Linked DNA regions of Columba livia: region 1 is linked to region 2. Evidence: chromatin contacts called from public Hi-C data. All regions are on one chromosome and are shown on one strand. The core of a region is the stretch at or near the end of the contact, and the rest is flanking DNA. Distances in the headings are between cores, read along the strand shown.

The links. Hi-C and Micro-C count contacts between places; a contact is called where the count stands out from the background.
Region 1: a Hi-C map of liver shows a contact between it and region 2, with 3 times the contacts expected there. The contact joins the promoter of CDKN1C here to the enhancer-like site in region 2. A contact is called at or near these places in 2 of 2 Hi-C or Micro-C datasets (crop and liver).

Annotation. Positions count from the first base shown.
Region 1 is chr5:53,060,110-53,066,006 of bColLiv1.pat.W.v2, reverse strand. CDKN1C (cyclin dependent kinase inhibitor 1C) reads left to right here and starts at 2,763. Exons shown (of 3, transcript XM_065065188.1): 1 at 2,763-3,356; 2 at 3,451-3,577; 3 at 3,708-4,408. The coding sequence starts at 2,900. The coding sequence ends at 3,572.
Region 2 is chr5:52,725,034-52,730,777 of bColLiv1.pat.W.v2, reverse strand. The region is part of intron 2 of KCNQ1 (potassium voltage-gated channel subfamily Q member 1); the gene reads right to left. Among named protein-coding and RNA genes, the nearest start is that of KCNQ1, 53 kb to the right of the region's middle. Within about 2 kb of position 1,832, at least 1 of the 3 cell types and tissues checked has an H3K27ac peak away from gene starts, as active enhancers do.

The DNA.
Region 1 (5,897 bases), core at 1,514-4,013, 330 kb before region 2:
CTAGCAGTGAGGAAGATGAGCTAAAAAAAAGAAGAGCTGGTAACCTCAAACTTGAGCCACTTTACCTCCCAGGTGAGCAACCCCTGAAAATACTTCCCCATTCAAACTGTAGTTCCTAGCATCCCTCAAGCACTGTGTAAATATTGGCTAACCTCTGAAAACAGTTTGGAAGGACCACGATGTGGATTCTGCAGAGGGCACGCCCACATCTTGCAAATAGTAGGGAAGTTTGCTCGCTCGGCTTGCATTGCAGGAATGTATAAAACCGAGGAGGCAGAAAACAGGAAAGGCAGCCGCTGGCCTCTCCCGGTACTGGGGGAGGACGGCAGCAGGTTTTCAAGGATGCCTCACAAAGAGCCCCTGTCTGCAGGGACCCGGCCACTGCCATTTGGCTCGCGTCTTGAATAGAGGGCACTTTTTCAGGAGGTTTCTTGTGGAAGTTGAGGCATTTTCTCCACATAGCTCATTTATTTCTAAAACCCCCCCATCCTACATCCTGAGAGGTGTGTCTGACGGCTGCTGAGAGATGTCCCAGCTGAACACTATGCCATGTTCAACATGTTCCCCAACTGTTTCAGCTTGGACCAGGACCCACCCCTTCTCTCCCTGGCCAAACCCTTGCTAACTGATGCTCACTTGCTTTTTAAGACGATGTGCTTTTAGTGACAGGGAACGAGGAGAGCCTTCTCATTACCTGCTCCCTGAATGACATCCTTTTGGCCAAAAGACCTCTGCATGGCCACCTTCAACGGCTGTTTCGGGAAGAACAGTGTGGTAGTATTTACCTAAAATTGCCACATTGTGGTCCAGCTCACACAGGAAACATCTGTTGAGAACACAACATCTAAACAGGTATCTTAAAAAAATGCCTTCACATATCCTCAAATACCTTTTCTACCACTACTTTTGAAATGAGAGTGGTCTATCTGTACCATCAGTCAGCAAAACCTTCTGCCAGGAGTGACTTTATGCCTGCCCAGGAAGCAAGCAGGGATCTGCACCATGAAAACATTTCCTGTAGCTTCTTCTCTTGACCAAGAAGCTACAGACCTTTCCCACTGACCAGGCCATCTGCCCCTACAGACATCAGAACATTATTTCAGGAGTTGAAACCTGCTGCAGTGTCTTGCTGCTCTTCAGCCCAAGCATGGAATGACCCTTCCTGTGCTCTAAGCTGGGCTCTAACATCCCCTCTGCACCTCTACACCTCTGCACCAGCCATGGCGAGCCCCAGATCCATGGGTCCAAAACCATGGCATTGCTGGTCACTCCTGACATGGCCAGCCTTTGGGAGCACTGCTGAAAGTGCAGTACCTGGCAGCACGCGGGAGCTGTCCTGTCTGGCCCAGGTGCCTCATCGACACAGGAAGCCCAGGAGCGAGTATCCTCAGTGGTGTTGGAAGGCTGCTCCATCACAGATGTGAGCTGACTGTGGAAACAGCATGGAGGGAGATGACTTATTCTGGCCCAGCTGGGGGACAGGAAGAGCTTTCCACGGGTGAAAAAACTATCGTTCCTCTTCTTGAAGCCGACACCTGCCTGTGGTCACTACTGCCCTAAGGGTCCTAAAGCTGTGACCTCTCCAGCCCCGCAGCAAGCCAGCACCTGAGCAACCTCTGCATGGCCAGCACTACCCTAGGATTTAAAATTAATTTTATTCCCTCTGAGGAATAAAATCCATGTCGCCCTTGCTCAAGGGTTTGATCTTCCCAGAGGCAAGAGCCACCGGTATACAGAGAACCAGTGTGTCCCCAAATGTACAAAGAGCGATAAAGGTCCATATTTTCCCTTGTTGTTTGCAGAGGAAAAGCCCGCTGGGGCAACAAGCCTCCGAGGTGTGCATCAAAACTACCATCATGTTCTGGGCTCAATTTTAGCACTGTGTCAATTATGTTCCCACTCCCTTTCCTTTCATACTCCTCCATCCCAAAACAACAAAAGGCAATGATTGCAGTGACCTGCAGAAAATGTAAAGCATAAGCCAGCTGATCCCTGGCAACACAATAGCAAGATTAGTTCATCTGCAGTGAACAAACATGCATTGTGCATTTAAAAGTTAGAAGAGGAAAATGCTGTGGTTTTCATGTACTCCTATTCAGCAAGGCTGCAACTTATTACTTCCATGCAGCTTGAGAAGCTCTATTTTTAAAAATAGCCTTCAGCTTGTTTTGAAATCTACAAGCATCTCGCTTTGTCTTGCAGCAGCGTAATAAAAAAAAAAAAAAAAAAAAAAAACGAGCCAAAACCGATCCCGTTTTCTTCCACACGCCATAACCTCCCCCGCCTCAAACCTGCACGCCCTACAGATTCTGAAAAACCTCCCGGCGACACCACTCGGGAAAAATCATAATAAAAATAATAATAACGCGCACGTACGCACTCCTACATGCTGAAAAGGCAACAAGGAGGGGGGAAAAAAACAATTATCAGAGTCGCCGGGAAGGAAGCAGCAACGGAGCCCGGGCCATAGGCAGACAAAGGGAGAGGGACCGGTGGCGGGCGGGGACCGCCGACGGCCGCCCCCCGGGGCCGGGCCAGCGCCGGGGCCACCCCCCCGAGTCCTCGGCGGGGCCGAGCCGGGCCAATACGGCCGGCGGCGGCACGGCGTTGCCCGCCGCAGCCAATGGAGGGCGCGGGCAGGAGGGCTGCCGCCGGGGGCCGGGGCGGTGGGACAATCCCCGCCAATCGCGGCGGGCCGATGGCAGGGAAATACTATTATGCTAATGATTGTTTTGCTCGCACTCGCGGGGTTTAAAAGCCAGGAGTCCGGGGGCAGGGGCTCAGAAGCGGGAGGCCGGGTTGGTTGCAGCACTGGTGGGACGCAAGGAGCGGCGGGGGGGGGTACCCACCCCAAGCCACCGCACCCCATCTCATACACCCTGCGTCCTCCCCGGCGGCAATGTCTAACGTGCACCTTTCTGGCGCCGCCGCCCTGGAACGCCTTTCAGCCCGGCGAGCCCTGGCCGGGCACGGCCGCAGCCCCGTCTGCAGGAGCCTTTTCGGGCCGGTGGACCACGAGGAGCTGGGCCGGGAGCTGCGGAACCGCCTGCGGGAGATGGGGGAGGACGACCAGCGCCGTTGGGACTACAACTTCCACACCGACACGCCGCTGCCTGGCCCCGGCCGCCTGCGCTGGGAGGAGGTGGAGGGCGGCGCCGTGCCCGCTTTCTACCGGGAGACGCTGCAGGTGGGGCGGTGCCGCATCCCCCTTCGCCGGGCGCCCCCCTCCCCGCCGCCGCCCCCCCCTGCTGCCGCCGCCAAGGGGCCCGGGGGGCGCCTGAGCCGGGAGAACCGCGCCGCGCCCCGCCGCCGCGGCATGCGGCTCCGCCGGAGGGTCCCGACGGCCCGCATCACAGGTGCGTGGGGGTGCTGGGGGGGTCGCGGGACGCGGTGGGCGTCCCGCCGCAGCGGCTGACCGCCCCCTCCCCCTCTTCTCCGTCCCCCGTCCAGATTTCTTCGCGAGGAGGAAAAGGCCGGCGGAGCCCAAGGTGGCAGCGGAGCTCCCTGCCGGCTGCCCACCTTCCCCCACCGCCGTGCCGGCTGAGCAGACCCCCCGCAAGCGGCTCCGGTGAGCCAGGTGAGACGCGCCCCGGGGCGGGCGGAGGTGTCTGGGCGCTTTCGGCGTCGCTCTTAATTTTTCCACTTTTTTTTTTTTTTTCTGTTTTGTTTTTCTTTTAATTTTATTTTCTATTTTAATTCTTCCCCAGACTTTTGCACTACGGCACCCACTCGAAAGGCGCGTCGCCCTCGGAGGCGCGGAGTCGCAGGGTTCAGGGCGGGTGGCGCGGCGAGCCGGGACCCCCCGCGCCCTCCCGGACCGGGACCAGGAGCCGGAGAGGAGCTGGAGCGCCTGCCCGCCAGCCGCGGCCGCGAACGGAGCAGTGTTAACGTACAACTGTGCAATGTATTACGTTTTATATAAAAATGTATTATGCCTAATGTGAGTACACTGGCCAGAAGTGTAAAGCTTTAAAAGTCATTTATGTAAAATGTTTAATCTCTGCTGATCTCTCAGTGCATAAAAAAAAGGAAAAGGTAAAAACGAAAAATGAAAAAAGCAAGTGTATATTTGTACAAAACTTTTTTTAAGAGTTATACTAACTTATATTTTCTATTTATGTCAGAAATGTGGATAACTTTGACATCCAATAGTGTTTGGTTTTGGTTTTTTTTGGTTAAGCCAAAGGGCACTATATTTGCTTTTGTTATTTACAAATGTAAATTTATTTTTATAGTGGGATTTTTTTTTTCTTGCATTCACAAGATGTAGCTATGAATCAAAATATTTTTTAGATTTTACTTGAAGACAAATCTGTTTCAATGGTTTCTGAGCCGGTCTGTACCACTGCCATTGCAAATAATGCCACAACTTCAATTAATAATAATAAAAGCCAGGAAACCCCTGCAAGTCTGGTTGGTGAGTGCTGTGCAGATGCCTTTGGGGTGAGGGTAGGAGCCTGGTGGGGGAGGGGGGCTGGAGGTTTGGGTGGTGGAGCCGAGCCCTGGTCTGTGCTTTTTTGGGGGGACCTACCTTGATCAGGGCTCCAGCTCCCCTGGGATCATGACCCTGCTGCGGGGCTGGCACCGCCACCTCCATACCCTGTGGTGCAAAACGTGTGTGCAATTCAGAGGGGAAAGGAGTTTTCTCTTAAAAACAAGTGTTCCTGAATACTGTTGGAGTTAACCAAGCGTGAGGAGAGCACACACCCTTCATCATACCCTGACTTCAACCTTTCAGCATATTTTATGATTATTTATTTTTTTAACCATTTCCCCCCCGCCCCCAGAATTGGGACTGGGGCTGCTGCCTCCCTAACTTAGGGACAGCCTGAGTGGGTGACTGGTGCATGCAGACCACAGCCCCACAGTGCCCTTGGCTGACTCAGCTCAGGGAGGACCCTCCCACCTTGGGTGAGCATGTAAAGTTCCCCCCTCCAACTCTGACCTGGGGCTCAAAGCCACTTCAGGGAAACACTTCCTGGTACCTCTTGCCCAAGCCCAGCAATGATTTACAGGACAAACACACAACAGTGCTGGGAAAGGCAGCAGTTCCATTTCGCCATAAAAGAGGTGGAAAAAAGAAAAACAACAAACAGACAAAATAAACCTTCCCAACAAAGTACCCAGCATTTTGACATTAATGCTTTCATGGCAATGCTATCACAACCACACAACCAAGGCAGTTTGCAGAGGGCACTCTGTCCCCTTGGCCTAGGAGCAGGTGAAAGCCATGGGATCTGCACACAGCCTGATGGGGTCAGGGCATGTGTCCTGCTCAGAGTCCCAAACCCTGCGCTGAGCAGGGAGGGGGGACAGACCAGGTCTGGTCCCAGCTGCACATGGTACAAGGACTGGGGTGCTGGAGAGTATGGTTGGGGAACAGGGGCATGGGAGGAGAATGGGGGGGTCCTAGAGGCCCAGGGACTTGCTGGCCAGATTTGTCCCTTTCAGACCCTATTCCCCACTTTATCACCTCTGCGGAGTGCTACACACCCGTAGTGGACCCAGCAGGTGCAGCAGGGGTAAGGGCATCACTCTCCAGCTCTATGAGCTCTGCAATGATGCTCTTTCATGGGGAGGGGAGGGAGCTGAGAGAACAAGGCTCCGGGTGAATAAAGTTCAGGGCTTATCCGCATCATCTTCCCCTGGCCCCTGCAGTGCTCCTCTCTGGCCCCCCGTCACGGCCGCCAAATGCTCCTGGCTGTAAAAGTAACATTGATTACCTCCAGCTCCGTGATCGCTTAATCAGAACGGGATTATTTTACACGCCTGCATCAGTGGCCGCTGACTCAATACGATTTTCCCCCCCTTTGAAAAGAAAAATAGCTTTTCCCTTTCCTTATGAAAGCCAACAATACCCGGAGTGAGGCAGCTGGATCCTCCAGGATTTATGGGCT
Region 2 (5,744 bases), core at 583-3,082:
TTGGAGCACATATCCCCTATTTTTCACAATGCTGCATGCAACATAAAAGCAAAGTTTTCTGAAAACTGTCACACAACTGCAGTTCATATATGAGAAGCTGGGAAGTTTGCTCAAGGCAAAAAGACAGCTTGGCACTGTGCTCACGTCGGTCTTTGGCCAGGAGCCCCACGTTGCCAGCGCAGAAGATCACCATGACAGATCATGTAGGCAACCAAGCAGCCAGCAGACGGCACCAGCCTGTCACCAGTGGGTCGTGCTGGCCTGCAATCTGTCACCAGCTCCACCATGAGCTTCAGGAAGGTCGCTCTTCCCAAAGCCTCTCTTAGTCTTCAGAGTTTGAGCCCCAAGTAATGCTTGCTGCTTCATAGCCATCTCAGCCCAACATAGTATTGAGACAAATGCTAAATTCTGGTTCCTTTACACACAGTGACATAGTTACAGACTTTATTTTAAATGGCAGTGTTCAGGTATGCCACCACAGAACTCCACGTACAGAAATTCAAAAGAGGAGTAGTTGGCTTTTTTTTCACAGCTCTTAGAAAAGGCAGAAATGGAAGTAACCAATTTTCTGCATGCAAGCTTTTCTTTATAGAACGCACACTGCAGTGCTGCAGACTAAAATAAGAATTCAAACCCAGAACTTTTGAACCTGCTAGAAGAAATGTATGAAATACATGTAGAAAGAGTTTTCTAACCCATAAAAATCACTTCTTGTTCTTATCATATACATCTGAATGTAATTTTTGGTGGCAACTTTAGAGAAGTTTAGCCAAATAAACTTATTGATTTGCCCCACTGAATAAGGAAACACCTAAGACAATAGTAAGAGCATACCTGGAAGGACACAACATACTGGAAATCCCTCAGTATGTTAAACAAGTTCAGTATCTTTTTCTTTCTCCTCCATGCAAACACTTGTTCAATTCATTTCACTGGAATCTTTAACTGTTTTCACTTTTTTCTAAAAGCCATCCAGAAGATGAGAAATTAGGTAGGCCAAAGAGCATGAATTTTGAAGCAACAACCACAAAGTGGCCAGAGTTGGCTCTGGCAGCAACATTTCCACAGCCCTTTTCTTCCACCCCTCTCTCCCAAAATTATCTTTGTTGATTACTCGTATAAAATTCCTCAAGCCCATGTGAAAAACCACCTCTTTATTAGTAGTTCGCTTTTTCCAAAAGATATTTTTTACCTACTTAGGACACCATCCAAAGTCTGAACCCAGCTGCCCCAGACACAGCGTGGTCCAAGGCTGCCCTCTGCAGACCCTGAAGTGAAGCGAGAGCTGTGTTCTACGTGTTTGATTTTTAGCACACATTACAACAAAAAAAGCAGCTCCTTTACTTGTCTTAGCATACTTTCCTTCCATATCACCTCTTTGATCCTTCTTGGCATTCTTTTTCAGCTCAGACTTCATCTACACCAAACAGTAACAACAGGGTGGGTTGTTTTTGTTTCTTGCTCGTTTTAAGTCCATTTCATTAAATTGGTTCAGCTGTCCCTAACAGACAATCTTATTCCCATTTTTAGAAGCTCCTGATTTGGCTCCCTCAGACCTGTTCACAATGGACATAAAGCAGAATTTAAGCTGGACTAAAAGCATGTTCACACAACCTTCTGAACCAAATCAATTCAATCCCTTTAACATCACATTTACATTAAACACATAATTCTCCTGTACAGACCAGGGGAGTTGACAGACGATTGCTTTGCGAACAGCTGGAAAAAGTTAAGATGTTACTACCAGCAGCATTTCAAACCAAGGCAGCTGATTTTGCAATGAAGCAGATTAGAAGCACTCACGTTATCTGCCAGCACAGTTCAGCTACAAACATCAGAACCACAGACTGAAGCTCAACGAGAAACAGCGGGGTTCAGATTCCGAGGAAGCTCCATGTTCCAGCTACTAACTGTACTGCCACCTAATTAAAAGGAAGAGGGCGATTTTCATTTCTGTTCATGTTTCCTGAGCCTTCGAATCACTCACATCTGGCTTTTTACTTTAAATTGTAGAGAAGTTGATTTCAAATGAAAGCTGGGATTCTCAACCTCAGCTGTCAGTGGAATGACAGAGAGGAAATGCTGCAGCAAGTGAGTCCCTGGGCAGGTCAGTCTGTAGTTCCAGCAAAGAAAAAGGATTGAAGAACACAAGTCCAGCATTCACACATCTTCTACACCAGCTCACTCTTTGGTCAGACCAGGGGACACAGCTGAGGCTGCAGAGACAAATTTTTCACTTTCTCGGCTCCAGTTGTTCTTCAGAATCTAGAAATTAGATCAGCCTGTAGAGCTACCACCAGGCACCCTTTACAGACATTAATCCCCCTTAATTTTTCCAATGGATGAAAATGCACCAATGTCCAGATGGTAAGTCTCTGTCTTGGCATTCTTAACCAAGAAAGGTAATCAGAAAAAATAAACGGTGGAACCACTTTGAACCGTTTGTTTTCTGTGAAGACCATCTTCAGAATCAAAAGCCGTAGGTATTTTTCTTTCTTACAATACTCACAAAACACTCCAGCAAACAAAACCGAGGGCTCATACTAAAAAAAAGAAAAATTTTAAAAAAATCTAGATTTCTTTTCGGCCCAGACTCAGTGCCACTTTCTGTTCACTGTAGGAATAATTTCAATGCCAATAACATAAATGTTAACCACCCAAAACTATTACCTTTTATCTTAATTGATAGTCTATTTAATGTTCAATAACTGCTTAATCTCTTCAGTAAGAAGTACGTTAAAGTAGAAAAGGAACTCAAAACAGAAAGCTGGAAAGAGCTTATACTTTCATTACTTTCATCATAAAAACATACTCTTCCTTTTTTTTTTTTGTTGGAATCAATACTGAAATGAGATTCCTACCAGAAAATAGCTTTTTCAGGCACACTAAATATCCCTTGGTTCAGCAGAATACTTAATCCCCTTGGATCAAGCACTTGGATTTTCTTAGATCATGCTGAGATAACAGCATTCTGCTGTGTTCTGGCACTATAAAATCCTTGCTTATGAAAATAAAAGAAAAATATGGCCTCTCTGGGAACATACATCTCTGAATTGCTTTTTTCTGTAGTTTAAATATTGTAGTCTCAAAAATCAATTTTTACACAGATATACCACATTCTTTTTATGAGTCATGGCAAAAGCTCTCCCACACCACTATTTTAAATGGGCCAAGTGTACATATACCCTTCAAAATGATGGTCCTTTCAGAGTCTTGGCTCAGACTCCAGCTCACGCTGGGCAACTGCCCACGAGTAACCGGAGTCAAAACCCTCCAACAGCACCATCTAGTGAAAAAAAGTTAAACACATGCAAATTTAAACAGTTCTCACTGCATTCGGGAAACTAACAAAAGGCCAATTCTCTCCTAATCTCCCATTACAACTGCATTTAGGGATAGCTTTCAGCAAGGGTCTTTGCCTTGTGAAGTGTGGTGACAAGCAGAGAAAGATTCAACAGCTAATTGTAAAACTTTTTGTCTAAAACTGGAACACCACTTAGAACACATATAAACTTTTCCTTGTTTATTTTTCCAATGTTAAGCTTGTATTTTTCTTACTGTTGTGAAAAACAAAAGCATTTTTAAATGCTTTGAAATTACTGATAACATAACATCTGATGTGTAGCTGGTGAGGGGCCTGGAGCACAAGTCTTAAGAGGAGCAGGTGAGGGAACTGGGGCTGTTTAGCCTGGAGAAAAGGAGGCTCAGGAGAGACCTTATCACTGTCTACAACTACCTGAAATGAGGTTGTAGCATGGAGGGGGTTGGTCTCTTCTCCCAAGTAACAAGTGATAGGACAAGAGGAAATGGCCTCAAGTTGTGCCAGGGAAAGTCTAGATTGGACATAAGAAAAATTTCTTCATCAAAAGGGTTGTCAGGCATTGGAACAGGCTGCCCAGGAAAGTGGTGGAGTCACCATCCCTGGAGGTGTTTAAAAGACGTATCAATGGGGTGCTTAGGGACAAGCCTTCATAGTGGACTTGGCAGCCTTAAGTTAACAGCTGGACTCTTAAAGGTCATTTCTAACCTAAACGATTCTATTATTTCCTCCTCTGGTAGTGTGAGGCGATATTACAAGACAAGCAGCTCCAGAATAAAAAGGAAACATATATACATATAATCTCAACCACCTTTTTAGCTCTTATTTTCTTATAATTGTAATATCTTGTATGACTATATTCTTTAAAGAATGAAATTCTTGTTCATGAAAAAGGGCATGCTCAGCTTCCATCTGTAACTTTCACGTCACCAGTCTCCTTGGTTTTAAAAAGACTATCTGCTGAAGTTACACAAGTGCTTAGATCTTTCACAGGGTCAGAGCTAAATGCTTTGGCTATGTGAAGGAAACAATGCAATATAGCTCTTAATAGTGAGTGTTTTCAAGGGTCCTGTCTGAATGATTTCTCAGTCAGGAGAAACAGATTCTGTACTTTTCCCAACGTGCACCTTCACAACTGGGCTGCAGCAGGGATACTGTAACAACAGCAGTGTGCACATAACACACACACGCTTTTACAGTTATTCCATCTAATTTTCAATATGAATCAGATTTACAGTGCCTATGCAGTAAACTCACCTAATCAGACTTGCTACATGAGGATGTTCAGCTCAGCATACCCACGTGCTAACTGAGCACTAATTTCCAGACATTCAGCATGATAGAATCATTTCTTGAATTTCCAGACCTATAGCTGCCTGGTCAAAGCCTCTCCTCACCCCTGCCAGAATACAAGTCCACAAATCTCAAGTAAGAAACATTTCAAAACATGGCGCTACACATTTGGTACCATGAACTCTCTCAGCCTTATATTTGATTTACTACAAAGCAGAATTCATTTGGAGAGAATTCTACTCTACATAAGAAGTTATGTCTAAATAAAAGGCAGTCTGCTCTTGACAAAGGTTCAGTAATTTTCCCTGTTAGAGCAGACAGGGAAAGGTGGACTCAATTTTTTATAGTCTTCAAAAAAAGGAGTTAAAGGTCTCCAAGTGTTACTTTAATCTCACAGAGCATACACTCAGGCAGTATAACTCGTTTCATGGAACAACTTGAGGTCTCATAAACCTCAAATTCCACATGGCCAAAGTTCCCTCCTTCTCACTGTCCCAGTTAAGCCCAAGTAGAAAACTGTTCTTTCAAGATTCGCATACTCCTCTGGTAGGCTGCTGCTATAGTGCTGCTCCTCTGAGGTCCCTCTCACTCAGAATTAGTTCTTAAATCAACTTTTTTGCCCTTCTTTGCTCACCTACCATGACAATGTTACCTACTTTAATTGTCTGGCTCCCAATTAAAACTATTATTGTGGTGTAACTAAAAGTTCCTCTCAAACATGACCACTGCAAAGCAGTAGAAAGAGTGTTCTCCTAAGCTTTAATAAGTCTCCTTACATTACCATTGAGTTTGGAAGCTTGCATTGTGCTTCTTCCTGTTTTGTTTTTTAATCCTTGTCTGCTGTTACACTTTATTTTACTTCTTTGCATTTTACAGCTTCTCTTCAACCTGTCATCTGTGATTAACACCCCCCTTAAGAATTCAGTTGCATCTAATTTTGACAGCTGGTAATGATATATTAGAGTGAATGTAAAATTTTAAGACAGAATAGGAAATTTTACAGTTTAGATGCTATCACGAAGCAGATTGTGACATTTATTTTTGTGTTGCAAGGTGCCACGACTCCTTTGGAAGTCCCACCAAAACTGGATAGAGCAGAGAGCACACTGGCCCATCTATTGCTTTTGGCTGT